4 separate regions of the Mus musculus genome follow, and regions 2, 3 and 4 are each linked to region 1. The links are chromatin contacts, called in public HiChIP or PLAC-seq maps. All regions are on one chromosome and are shown on one strand. Each heading gives the region's core, a stretch centred on a gene start, on an enhancer-like site or on the middle of the called end of the contact. The rest is flanking DNA. Distances are from core to core; before and after follow the strand shown.

Region 1 (3,281 bases), core at 457-2,956:
ATTGCACGCCCCGGGCCTGTCCCTCTCTAAGCAGACTAAAGCCATCTTTAATCACCCAGCCACCTGGGCCTGCTTGCAGCCGATTTTCACCTTGAGATGTCCTCTGGAAAGCCGATGAAGGATCTCAGCAGCTAGTCTGGCCGTCATGGCAGTTTCCTAAATAATCCAACACATCACAATGCAGATCTTTTCATTAACCCAGAGGGCTCTGAGCTCATAGGGATTATTCTCTTTTCAGTCCCAGGCGCTGAAGATGTGTGCTACACCCTCCTCCTTGCTGACTTCACTGGTGCACATAAGAAGCCTGCAGAATCTCCCTTAAGCCTATCAGTGGTCTCAACCTATTAAGGTCAGAGTTGTTCTCCTATCTTCGATGATTTAGCCAAAATAACTGAAGTCACTTAAAAATAATCAGGCAACCTCTTCCAGGGCCTTTGAGGCCTTTGGGGTCTTTGGGGCCTTTGGGGATAGTGTCTTGGGCTGCTATGTAGTCGTACATTATAGGCCTTGGGGGCAGTGCAGGACTTGGGGGCTAAGGGGTCAGACACCTAGAATAGCTACAAATTCTTCCTGTACTGCTTTATATGTGGCATGTGGAGTCAGGAACACCCTAGCCAACGGGCTTCTCCAATACAAGATTAAATCAATCAATCAATCAATCAATCAATCAGGGGTCAGAGAGATGGCTCAGTGGGCAAAAATACTTGCTACACAAACTTGACAACCTGAACTCGATCCTCAGAACCCATGGTAGGAGGAAAGACCAACTTCTGAAAGCTGTCCTTGTATCTACTCCAAGTGTGTGTGTGTGTGTGTGTGTGTGTGTGTGTGTGTGTGTGTGTGTGTGTGTCTCCCTCTCTCTCTCTCTCTCTCTCTCTCTCTCTCTCTCTCTCTCTCTCCCTCTCCATCTCTCTCTCTCTCTCTCTCTCTCTCACACACACACACACACACACACACACACACAAGAGATATAACAGCACATAGTAGTCTCATTCCTACAAAGAGTACAACCTGAGCCCTTTTATAAAGATCAGCTTTGCCCAATATGATTTGGAGTACCTAGCCAAGCATGGTTTGGTTTTCTATTGCATCCTAGAGTTAGATCATAAGGAACCAGTTCAAGCTCCATAGACTATGTACCACAGCCTGCAGGAACATAGCTTCTGACTATTATACAGGTGATGCATATTTGTGATTTTGGTAAATCTGCCTGCCAACACCTTTGGAGTTAATATGTGGTACTGTGTAGTGGATACACCCGACCCTGTAGTGTCTAATTTCACACAGTGAAGCATAACACATAGCAGGCCACACCTGGCTATCCCAGTGAACTAGCATGATGTCATCAAGTCCTTCCAGCTTCAAGACATCAACAGATCGGAAGGTAGTCCCACGGCAGCACCATGCTACCACAACCAGCATACCTGCCAAGATACTGTGTGCTGTCTAGTCTTTGTGGGATTCACCTCCAGCTTTATTCCCCACACACTGGATTGGTTGGCTGGTAGGGGGCACTGTGGAGTAAAACAAAAGTCTCTTTTGTTTCCCTGATGCCTTGGGCAATGACGCTAACCAGGATCAGTCAGGCTGGGGCTTCAGCAGCCCTCAATATCAGATGCATTTATTTATGTTGGCTGCTTGCTTGATCTCATTTCATCCCACATGGTCTCTTACTCATGGTGCTTGTGCCCCCTGCTGGGAGACTTAGGTAGAAACACTAGGCACCATTTAGCCAAGTACCAGAGCAGACACTGGGGACTTCTTTGAGGAACAGTAGTTCAATGTAGTCACATCACCTCTATCCTAGGGACTTCACCATCCCCCAGAACTTGGTGTGTTCCCCCTACTGCCTCCAGTATCCATTTACCCAAGAGTCCTAGATCCATGTCACAGGTCTCCAGATCCTATATCTCTAAGATTCCCAGATGCATACCCTAAACTAACAACCTCAGCAATGCAGGCCCCTCTGCCTGATAGGCCCCTCTGCAATGGCTCAAGTGGCCACAAAGGATGCCTGGGTTAAAGGAAACTCTGTGAACCATAGCTTAGTCCAGACCTTACCTATTCAGGTCACTGAGGCCACTGAATGCAGCTGCTCTGTGCCTAGGCTCTATAGAAATTTCTGTCTCAATGTCATACCTAACAGGGACACAGCATACAGCTATGAGGACATGGTCACTGCTCCTAACTGGCAAGTAACACACACACACACACACACACACACACACACACACACACCTTTGCCACTGGGCAGAAGGATCTGCCTGCTGTGTTATGGGGTGGCTTGCAGGTACATGGGAAGACTTAGACTCGTGAGACTTGGGAATACCTTTCCAACAGTAAAGCAGCATACCCTACACTAAGATCATAAATAATAGTCTCAAAGAGAACCCCCACATCTGAGACTTGTGGTGTGTTTCATGGAGAGAAGGGAAGCTTACCCTGGAACACACTAGGGTCCTGTCATACGCCCATGCTTGTGAGTAAGCCCAATGAACTCATCAGTTACTTCAGGTGGGAACTGGGAGGGGTGGGGCTTCAGTGGAACTGAGCTTTGGTTTGTCCTTGTGACCATAGAAGAGGAATGCTGCCTAGTGACCTCTAGGTCCCCAAGGAGAAAATTCTCCCGGACAACTCTTCCCCAGCCAGGTGGACACAGATTTAGAGCAGCCTTCGAGGGTCTCTTCATCCAGTCACACTCCTGGGTAGCTACTTATCTACTCGTAGTGCCAACAACTATCCAAAATTTGTGTCCTGCTCTGCTTATTCACACACCTTTGGAACCCCCCAACCCCTGCTCACAAAGCAGCCACACAGTTGCAGAACAGATGCAGAAAAAGGGAGCCTGGTTTGAGACTTTAGTTCTAGAATTATACCATGGCTTGGGTTTTTGGGTTTTTTTTGTTTGTTTTTGTTTTGTTCTGTCTTTTTTTCTTTTTCTTTTTTTCTGCAGACAGTCATCAGATGGGAGCCTGAGACCAGAGGCAAATGACTCTACTTCCCTCAGCTACAAGATGGGAGTAAATATCGTTCACATAGGACAGTGTCTAGTCTGCAAAGGGCCCTGATAGAGAGAATGCTTGGCCTCTGGCTGGGGCAATGATGAGCTGGAGGTCTTCAGACTATATGCAAAGGCCCCCAGGAACACCAACAAGATAGGAAATTGTCCTGTGGGCAAAGATAAATTTGGTCTTCAAAGTCCTGGGCCCTAAGCCATGCAGATGGCATCATAGCCTAGTCTGCAATCCTCCCTGCATCTTCTAAAATATGAAGCTGCAGAA
Region 2 (3,281 bases), core at 209-2,708, 670 kb before region 1:
CTGGAACCCATTCTGTAGACCAGGTTGTCCTTGAACTTAGAGATCTGCCTGCCTCAGCTTCTGAGTGCTGGGGTTTTTGTAGTTAAGGATAGAGAAGAGGGAAGGAGTCTTATTAGGGGCAGAATGGAGTTTTGGGGGGTGGGATGGAGAAAGTGGGGATTTCTTTAATTCTTTCCTTGTGCCTTTGTTGAACAACCCCCCCCCCCCACACACACACACACACCCTGATTTCTTCATAGGTCTGCCTTCTCTCATTCTGTCTGCTTGGTATTTTTTCTATACCTGTCTCTAAGCAGTCCAGTTGTGTACCCTGGTGTTCATCCCAGCAGGCACCCAAGTGAGGATAGGGTGACTTAGTGTACCCTTCCCTTCCAATCCTGCTACAAATCTTCTGTGTCTGCGCACATCACGTGTGTGTCTGTGTGGACATTCCCATGCTTACATCTGTGCATGAGTGTGCAAAGGCCTCTGGGTCAATACTTCCATCTCCTTGTAGATATGACAGCATTGTTTACCCTGGTGATGTCGTGATGTCATGATCAACAGGAGCTCAGGTCTTTGGCCACAAGGGTGACACTGTGAGTCAATCTCAGGACCATGTGGCAAGACCACATTGGTCTCCTATTCCATGTTCCAGTTTAGTCTGCTGTGGCAGGAGAAATTCCTTTTCCAGGGTCTGTGTTGGGTGCTGTGCCTGAGCTGACATGAGGCTAGTGACGTTGTTGGTGTCTGTCCTCAGCAGCCAATTCCACCTCCTGTGCCTGCTGTTCCAGGCTTTCTTGTCATTGGCTGTCTCTAAGAAAGGAGTGACTTCCCAGTTTGACTTGAGGGGCCTAGGCGCAGTAGGACTGTATAAGTGCCACGGGGCTCCTTCCTCTGCAGAGCACAGTAGCTTCTTCACAGCAAGCTCATTCTGAAGAGTGGTTCTGTCTCTGACCATGGGGATTCCTCTGCAGGGTCTCCCTTTTCTGCCATTTCCCACATGACTAGCAGTCTGCCCCTTTCCTCTCTTCTCACCCTTCTGAGGCACCAACCATGAGATAGGAAAATGGAATCTCTGTAGTATCCCCAGAAACCCCCAGATCCATAATGTTAACCAGGAGCCAGAGTCTTAGCAGGGAGAAAGCTTGTGGGGGATGTCTGGTGTGGGTAGAGCTGCAGCTTCACACACTACCTGCACTCACCTGACATTCCCCACTGGGGATGAGGAGGAAGCTGGATTACTCCTCATTGCATCCCCTCTTCCTCCTCCCGAAGTGCCTTAGCTGAAGCTACCTCACAGCCCTGTATTGTACCCAGGACTTCCCTGCTCACTTTAAATCCAAGGACAAAGTCCTTTTGCTTTCAGAGCCTCCAAGGAGCCGTGAGGAACTGTGTTATTTCATGAATACTGAGCAGGCCCAGGGCAAGCCCCAGTGGTTCTCAGCTGTGGCCATGTGAGATCTGGCCCTTCAAGCCTCCACTCAATGGTCTCAGTGGAAGGATGAATTCCTGTCAGGCTGCCAATTAGGAGGTGAATGTTACACCATGCTGGGTTGGGGGAAGGGGCTTGGAGTGTATTGTGCTTGTCTGCAGCAGGCAGGCTGTCTTCTGGTGGAGGCTGTCCAGGAATACCACTGAGTCTGAGCAACCAGGAGGGTGCGTCTGTGATAACTGTGTGTGTGGCAATGTCTACTGATGGGTACAGCTTTATTCCTCAGGAAACCATGTGTCCCGGCCACTTCTGACTATGCAGAACAGAGTTCAATAGTGGACAGTCACTGGGTAGTGCATGGGCAAACCCAGACCAGGGAGGACTCCCAACCAACTGTAGCCTCATAATTCTCAGGCACATGCACTTGGATGCAATGAGGGGTGCAATGGGGGGACTCATCGCCCTACAAGGTCTACCAAGATCAGCTTCTGTATTGTTTGCTTTCCTTGTAGTTGGGACAAAATGCTTGACAAAGCAACTAAGGAAGGCGAGGTTCATTTGGCTTATCATTTGAGGGTGTAGCCAGCATGGCAGGAGGGGCATGTTGGTAGAAGTGTGAGGCATCTGGCTGGTCACATGACTTCCACAGCCAGGAAGCAAAGAGCGATGGATGCTGGTACTCAGCTTGCTTTTTATTCAGTCTGGGACCCCAGTCCACAAGTTGGTGCTGCCCCCATTCAGGTTGAGTCTTCCTACCCCTGACCCAATGTAGGACCTCTACCCCCCCAGACATGTCCAAAGGTTTTTGGTCTAGATGATTCTGTCTGGCTGATAATCAAAATTAACCATCACAGATTCCAATGGGTGCATGAGTACTGTGGCCACAGGATACTCTGCTTCCCTTCCAGGCAGGAAGTCTATCTGTTTTCCAGCCCAGCTGCATTCTGCCTTGGCCCCATCTGTAAAATCACCCTGTGACAAAGCTGTGGCAGTAACTGGACAAGACAATAATATGTAATATGATGATTTATTTTCCTAAATCCTGAACCCAGTAGGAACAGGTCTTTAGGGAGATGAGATGCTCATAACATTGGCATAACTCTCACACTACAAGGGAGTCTTCCAGTCCAGGATGTTGGCTTTGACGACAGGAGCAGCCTGAGTCCACAGCTCTTTTCCTTTCTGGTTCCCTCTTTTCTTTTACTCTCTGTGGAATCCCAGCCTTGGTGCTGCATAACACACTGTCTTCTCCATGTGCTTCCTGACCCCTAAGCACTCTGGGAAGGGCCAAGCCTCCAGATGCAAGAGTGGCTGTTGTTACCTATAAATGTGTTTCACACAGCAAAGTCTGCAGTGTCTTATGCTGAGCACAGAGGTTGTTGTGCCCGGAATATAAAATGGCACCACAGAATCACGTGTTTGAATCCTTGGTGCTCAGATGATAGCAGTATTTGTGAAGAGACAAAGGAGCCAGGAATGGGAAGCTGAGAGCTTACATCTTAAATCACAGTCATGGAGCAGAGAGAAGAAACTATAAATGCAAGACTTGTTAATCTCAATGTCTGTCCCCAGTGACAAACTTCCTTCAGCAGGACTGCAACCACAGGTAAAGGAAATAGGTAAAACACTCAGGTGATACACTCTGGGGGCACAACCACCTTAGGAGGACACCCCATCGTCCCATAAGTCTAGAGGACCTTGGGATTAGTCAGAGTTGTCCAAATGATCCTAGCCTTGAGCAGAGCTGAGGAAGTGGAAGAAAGCACTGGGCCTGCATCTCAAGTGTGGGCATGTGCTCACAGTGCAAGTGGGACACCCATTCCCCAGCTTGAAAGGGAGTAGAAGAAGGTTGTGAGGTTATACTGGT
Region 3 (3,281 bases), core at 409-2,908, 610 kb before region 1:
CTATCCATCTATCTATCTATCTATCTACACATACATGAACCCTCACATGTCTAACATGAAGGTAGATGAAGAGGTATCTAGGGGAACAGGAAGGACTAATGGGGTGGGGAGACTAAAAGAGGGTAGGAGGGTGAGGGAGAATTTTCTCAGCATATAACATACAATATATATTTATCAAATATAAAACTTGAAAGTAAATACATTAGAAAAATAGAACCCAGCAGAGCAATGGCACACAGCATGTGTGGGCAGAATGGAACCCTGTGCTGTAGGGTGGGACAGCCATGGTGGCCCCTGACTCAGCCATCCCACTCCTAGATACATACTCAAAACAGTTCCAAACAGGGATTCCAGCAGATTGTGCACGTTACAAACTGACCAGTGCCTGTCAATAGATGAGCCAAACGTGGCCTGCTCTGTAACTGATTTAGGTTAGTCTGTTGAAGGGGAACATAAAAACACTGTGCTAAGGGGAAGTCAGCCAGGTGTATAAGGGTGAAGAGAGTAGGCTTCCCCAGGCATGAGATACTCAGGCCAGTCACAAATTGCACATCTTATAAAAGAGGGCACCCTGGAGGTCGTGACAATGGGTGGAGAGATGGTTGTTGAGGAGGAGCCTGGTGCCGCATAGCCAGTTATCCCATCCACACTGGCTGACCTCACAGCCCAGCAGTGTGTGCTAGTGTAAGCCTATTCTGATGCACGCTTGTGCAGGACATGGAGGTCGGAGAACCACGCTGGAAGGTACAGTTTCCACCCTGTCCAGAAGCACCTGCCTTGCTCTGTACTAGAGCTGCAGGGCCACGGCTCAGGGAGATCTGGCTGATGGTCTCTATTCAAAGCAGGTCTGTGCCTTGTGTGGAGGCCAAGGGACCCTTTCCTCTTCCAAACTCCTTCTAGGAATGTTGCCAAAGCCCTGCAGTCCTGCACTGTGTGCCTGTGTTGGCCCTGCCTGAGTGATCCTTAATGCCAGAGCTCTATGGGTCCGGGTGCTGTGGTGACTCAGCCATGGAAGCTTGGGCCTTTCCAACTTCATAAGGAAATAGGAAGAAGCCCCGAGTAAGGGGATGCTAAGGCTGAACAGAAACGCAGAAAGCACAAGGAACTTAGGCAGCAGCAGCAGCACGGGTGGAAACACACGCACGCGGGGCCCGGTGAGAGCCAAACACTTCAGCGGGAGAGGCCCATGCATCTCTTCCCAGTAGAAGATGCATTTGCTGCACCCAACAACATACATCTGTGATCTCCAGACCCTATTACCTATGTGCAGCTTGGCCCTTCCAGCGCGGGGGTCCATTTACTTTGATTTCCAAGTGCATCATTGTCTACTTGCTAACAAACCAGACAGCGCGGAAAGAACTTAAATTATTCCAGCTCTATTCTTCTAGCCCTTGTGCTAGGCCTGAGGACCTTAATCCCTGAAAGGCTGCGTGAATGAGAGCCGCTGGGTGCAGCTGGGCGCACAGGGCGGAGGACTCTGAGGACAGCGCCGCCGCTGCACAGGCCAGCTTTGCAAAGGCTTTTTTTTTTTTTTTTTTTTTTTTTTGCTGGTCCTGCAATTCATTTATTTTAAGAAAGGGAACTGGGAAGAAAGGCTACAGTCCAGGTCTTTGGGCCTCTGATCATTTGATGAACGCTGGGTTGGCAACATGGGCCTCCAGCTTCTCAGGCCAGACAAAGGCACCCCAGCCGCCCAGGACAAAACCCCAGCGGCCTCTAGGGGTGGCGGCCTGGGAAAGGCCCACCTCAGTCTGCGAGGAGCCGCCTGCCCTTTGATCTCTCTCGAGACCCCAGCCGGGCCCCAGGTCAGGGGATTTCACACTGCAGACCCCTGGGGAAGGGGAGCAGGTCAGTTTTGGTGATGGATCCTAGAGAACAGGGAGCCTGCTGGCTCCGACCAGTTCCACATGGATGATCTTGCATTGTGAGCACAGAGCCCGCACTTTAAATGGAATCTGATATTACATGGTAGAATGGACCTAGCAAATGGCAGGCCTGGGCCTACGGATGACAGTTAGCCCACCCCCTGGGCCTGACCAACTGACTGCCCTTGCTTCTTTCTCTAGGAGGTGAATGGAGTCACTAAAACTCCATGCCAGATCACGCCAACCCAGTGTTCCCCACTAAGGCCCAACGCTGGCTGGTACCTTAAGAGCTCACCCTGCTGTTTGCCATCTTTCTGTATGAAATGTTTGCCAAAGAGCTTTTTATAGCACCCTGCAAGCATAGCCATGAAAGAAAACATCTAGCTAAAATTGTCTGTATCATTCTGAGGGGATTTTGGTGTAACAAAAGGAAAATATTATGTTCATGAGAGCAAATACAGGATGGGCGATAAGAGAAAAAGTACGTGAGTCCTGTTGATTGCTACCCCCCGCACCAGGCATCAGCGACTGCACGTTCGCAAAGAGAAAAGATGTTTCCAAGGAGCCAGAGCAGCATTCATAGATAAGGAGAAAGAAGTTTGTAAGAAAAATGCTAAGGTTGTGTTAAGACGCTCTGCCAAACAACATCCCTAAAAGCTGTGAGCAAGCAACAGGGCCTTTGCTTTGTGCTTGGCTTTTGTCTTTGCATATTCCTGCAAGTAGCTTAGCGGGGGGGGGGGGGGGGGGGGGGGGGGCTCAGAGAGCAGCAGGGGAAGCCAGAGCCTGGGGGGTGGGGGGTGGGGAGTGGCTCAAGTGACTCCAGGGCAGCTTAGCAGGCTCAAGGGTTCACAGATGAGCAAGACTGTAACTGAGTTACTCAGATCTGTGCTTCGTAGACCTATAGAATGAATCAGTCAGGAGGGACAAGGTGAAGGCAGGCGGGCAGGAGCTGGGCCTTCCCAGCATCTCTGCCTGGGGTTCTCAGGGTGCAGGTCCCCAGGAGTGATGGAGCCTGCTCCTTTAACTTTATCCCTGGCTTCCTTTCCCTCAATGGTCTGAATTCCACAAGACAACTGCTTAGTCATTATAGATATAGAAAGTCTTATTGTGGGCCAAGTATCGGGTTGGAATGTTCAAAACCCAGCCCAGGAATGCCTGAAGTCCTCTTGAGGGACAGGTTCTAGTCTAGTCCTAGGACCCATATCCTAGGCCTGCAACCCATTTTGAGTCTTAAGGAGGGTGTTAAGAGGACTTGTGAGGGGTCAGGGTGTGGCTCAGAAGCACAGGGCTTACTTAGCCTGTGTGAGGCTGGGACACACACACACACACACACACACACACACACACACACACACACACTAGTGTATTAGAACCTGTTCTTAGGTGCCACCCCTCTAAACCAAGTCTGCATACTGG
Region 4 (3,281 bases), core at 330-2,829, 550 kb before region 1:
TGACTGCTAATCCCTTTTCATTTAAAACTCTACTGATAAAATTCTTTGCTTGTCATTCAAATGTAAGTAATAATTATAGATTGTGGGCCTCCGTCTCGGGCCTCATTAATGATAAATTGTATGGAAGTGTGAAGCCAAAGTCAGCTTTGATACATCTCGAAACTCAATTTCCACGGCTTCCCTTAGCTATGTACAATTAATTACACAGTTAATAAGGGAAATACGCTAATGAAAGGAACGCTATTTACCCAGACCGCCTGCCTTCACCAAATATCCTTTGTATGTTTCTCTCCTTGTAATTTTGGTATACAGACAATTTAAAAGGAAAAAAAAACAAAAAAACAAGAAACAATCCAGTTGACAGAGTGGTAGCATTTAATGCTAGTCTGCAGCTACTCTGGTTAAAAACAAGTCTAAAGGAATTTTAATCCAATTTTATATTTCTACTGACTTCTGCTTTTTGAAAGTCCTGAAATAGCCATTTGTCAAATAAATAATTACCACTAAGCTACTGCGCTGCTCCAAAGATGTAGTTATCTCCACACATTGAAAACACGGAGAATTTTAGAAGAAATTACGAGGAAGACAAAAAGGGAAAGCTCAGCCCATCTGCACAGACCCACACTCTTTTCTTATCCCCCAAACCTCTCTTAGAACGATCAAATCCGCTCATTCTGTTTGGATAATCAAAGTTTGACCGCAGATGGATTAGCAGACACCAATACTACCCTTTATGGAGAAAGATACCACCTTCTCAGGCTTTGGCAAAGTCTAAACTCAGAAGACAACTACAAAAGGCAAGCTGGATAAAGCTGGTTTTGTTTGCTCTTTATAGCACACAAGGACGTATGAAAAGGTTCATGGCAAATCTTTATTTTACCATGTATTTGTATTACCACAGATGGGGGAATGTTCCTTACTAAATTAGAAAGTAGCCATTTGATTCCAGTTGTCACCATATCCCTTTGACATAAAGAATGTACTTTAACCTATGAGATCTTTTTAAAAATTCTATTAGTAAACCAACGCTGTATTCCAAAGGGTTAAGGGGAAAGGCAGGGGATAAGGGGTTTAAAAAGCACTCATGAAGTGCACTTCTGATAACCAAGCCCACCCTTTTAGCAGGGAAACAGATTCTCTGGGAAAAAAAAAAAAACAGTTTCCACAGCAAACAATACCCACTGCTCCCTCCATGCTGGGGCCCTGTAGAGTACCACCGTGGTGCCTGCCACCCACGACCACATTTGGAGAGTCAGGCAATGGTGCCTTTAAGAGCCTCCTCCTAGACCCCTGCTGTGGAATACTTCTGAATGCAGAGTTACAGAAAATTCATCTGTTTAAACCAGCTCTCCATCCACCTCACACCAATGGGATGGTCTACAAAATCCAAACGCTGCTTCCAAGTCACAACACCAGGAGCTGTCGTTCTCAAAGACCCAAAGCTTTCCTTCCTATTCCCCAACCCAGCACAAGAAGGCCCAGTGGAGACATTTCGCCCGGTGGATGACGACAGTGGTTAGAGCAGGGAAACCTTTGGGAAGCAGGAAGAGGAGGGATGGTTGCTTAGCAACGCACAGCAGCCTTGCGGTTACAAAGCAGCGGGCTTTTCTTAGCAGCAGCCTTTTATATTCTGTGCCAGTGATGTAGTCATTACGATTTTCTGATGAAGTTTTTAGGAAGAATAAAGAATTCCAGCAAGTGCTGCAAGGTTACCTAGGACAGTGACACAGGCGGGGGCTTTGTCTCATGAAACGTTAGGATACTGGGTTTTCTAACACATTAGAGAATATTTGCAGAGATTTTGAGCGTGTCCACTGCAAGCAGAGAGCTTTGATTTTTTTTTTTATCTTCCTAAAGCTAACAGGCTATATGCTTGTGAGAAATGACACACAGCCAAAGAAACCGACTCGGAACCAGTAAGACAACATTACACAAAACCCAAACCCTGTGCTCAATTCTCCAGCAGGCAGAAGACATGAGCCCCAGGGTCTAGCTTTCTTCTCCACCTCCCCAGATCTTTCTAGAAAAGCAAAATGGCTAAAATGTTGATGAAGTCAAAAGTTAGCATGCAACCCAGAAGGCCCCCACCTTACACAGTCTCATCCGGTTATTCCAGACAAGGTACCTGAGTGAGGGCCAATAGAGTATCTGACAGCATGAATGTCCACATTTTACGGTGAAATTTAGAGTGAAGACCATCACATATTCTTAATCTTTTCCTAGCTCAATGCCAGTCATATTGCGAAGTGCCCAAGTCACAAGCCATATATTTACCAGGCTTGACAGGTGAAGAAAGAGTGACTGCCAGTGGCTGCCTGCTTACACCACCTGGGTATCTCCCAGGCTACTGCTATGTACAGGTGCAATTTCCTCCTGTGCTCATTGCCTGAGCTCCACAGCTCACTGCCTGAACTGTTGCTCTTCCTTTCCTCCTCCTCCTTCCTCCTTCCTTCTTCCTTCCTTCCTCCTCCTCCTCTTCCTCCTCCTCCTCCTTTTCCTCCTCCTCCTCTTCCTCCTCCTCCTCCTCCTTCTTTTTTTTTTTTTTTAAATACAAGATCTTATATGCAGCCTTGGCTGGCCTGGATTCTCTATGTAGAGCAGGCTAGCCTTGAGCTCATATAGATATTCATGCCTATGTCTCTGGAGTGTGGGAATTAAAGGCTTGTGCCATGTCACCTGTGCTGCCTGCCTGGCTTCTTTGAGGACATAAGGTGACTGTCTTCTGAGCACAGAGAATGAGGGTGGTATTTAGATGCATCGGTCAGTAGGATATGAGATTCCATGCAGAACAGCACTTCACTGCACCCTGTGCTTTATCTGTACATAGCATTTCTAGTAACATAAAAAAAAGAAAGCCTCAAGTGTCTTCCTCTACAACAGACATCGGAAAGATGGTAGCCATCCATTTACAGAACTAAGGGCTATGTCCAGGAATACAACACGAAGAGAAGTCCCATGCAAATCCTTGAGAGAGGGGCAGGCCAACGTAATTTTCTCCATCTAAAACTAGGGTCTCTCTATATAGAAAAACCGCCACCACCATCAGCAGCACCACCACCACCAACAAAACAAAGCAAAACAAAGCCCCACAGGAGGCAGGGAAGGGACTCCCTATAAGCTAGAACCCTGTGAAGCCTGCATGATCCGTGAAGAGGTGCACAGCATGTCTGTTCCTATGGAAACGGCGATGTTCTGAGACATTTAAACCAAGAGCCTTATCTACAATTAAGGTTCAAATCAACCACATCTGACGCATCTGGGAAGCTCAGAGGTGAACACCA

Evidence for each region. HiChIP or PLAC-seq counts read pairs in DNA pulled down with a chosen protein or histone mark.
Region 2: a contact with region 1 is called in an H3K4me3 HiChIP or PLAC-seq map of embryonic basal ganglia, with 8 times the contacts expected there. The contact joins two enhancer-like sites. A contact is called at or near these places in 1 of 39 promoter capture datasets (hippocampal neurons), 3 of 15 datasets of contacts at CTCF or cohesin (large pre-B cells, pro-B cells and stem cell-derived epiblast-like cells), 20 of 484 Hi-C or Micro-C datasets (B cells, the N1E-115 cell line, cardiomyocytes and 12 more) and 4 of 115 datasets of contacts at active chromatin or transcription factors (astrocytes, embryonic basal ganglia and embryonic stem cells).
Region 3: an H3K4me3 HiChIP or PLAC-seq map of embryonic basal ganglia shows a contact between it and region 1, with 5 times the contacts expected there. The contact joins two enhancer-like sites. A contact is called at or near these places in 3 of 39 promoter capture datasets (embryonic stem cells, hippocampal neurons and stem cell-derived epiblast-like cells) and 5 of 115 datasets of contacts at active chromatin or transcription factors (embryonic basal ganglia, embryonic stem cells and neural progenitor cells).
Region 4: a contact with region 1 is called in an H3K4me3 HiChIP or PLAC-seq map of embryonic basal ganglia, with 4 times the contacts expected there. The contact joins two enhancer-like sites. A contact is called at or near these places in 2 of 484 Hi-C or Micro-C datasets (cerebral cortex and embryonic stem cells), 2 of 115 datasets of contacts at active chromatin or transcription factors (embryonic basal ganglia and embryonic forebrain) and 1 of 9 other capture datasets (embryonic stem cells).

The regions. Positions count from the first base shown.
Region 1 is chr12:116,647,171-116,650,451 of GRCm38.p6, reverse strand. The region is part of intron 2 of Ptprn2 (protein tyrosine phosphatase, receptor type, N polypeptide 2); the gene reads right to left. Among named protein-coding and RNA genes, the nearest start is that of Gm31336, 110 kb to the left of the region's middle. Within about 2 kb of position 1,706, at least 10 of the 459 cell types and tissues checked have an H3K27ac peak or open chromatin away from gene starts, as enhancers often do. A contact at or near this core is called in embryonic basal ganglia, where this site is marked.
Region 2 is chr12:117,313,403-117,316,683 of GRCm38.p6, reverse strand. All of the region lies in intron 1 of Gm5441 (predicted gene 5441), which reads left to right. Among named protein-coding and RNA genes, the nearest start is that of Gm5441, 22 kb to the left of the region's middle. Within about 2 kb of position 1,458, at least 8 of the 459 cell types and tissues checked have an H3K27ac peak or open chromatin away from gene starts, as enhancers often do. A contact at or near this core is called in embryonic basal ganglia, where this site is marked.
Region 3 is chr12:117,255,953-117,259,233 of GRCm38.p6, reverse strand. All of the region lies in intron 21 of Ptprn2 (protein tyrosine phosphatase, receptor type, N polypeptide 2), which reads right to left. All of the region lies in intron 2 of Gm5441 (predicted gene 5441), which reads left to right. Among named protein-coding and RNA genes, the nearest start is that of Mir153, 6.8 kb to the right of the region's middle. Within about 2 kb of position 1,658, at least 71 of the 459 cell types and tissues checked have an H3K27ac peak or open chromatin away from gene starts, as enhancers often do. A contact at or near this core is called in embryonic basal ganglia, where this site is marked.
Region 4 is chr12:117,195,184-117,198,464 of GRCm38.p6, reverse strand. The region is part of intron 14 of Ptprn2 (protein tyrosine phosphatase, receptor type, N polypeptide 2); the gene reads right to left. Among named protein-coding and RNA genes, the nearest start is that of Gm10421, 46 kb to the right of the region's middle. Within about 2 kb of position 1,579, at least 79 of the 459 cell types and tissues checked have an H3K27ac peak or open chromatin away from gene starts, as enhancers often do. A contact at or near this core is called in embryonic basal ganglia, where this site is marked.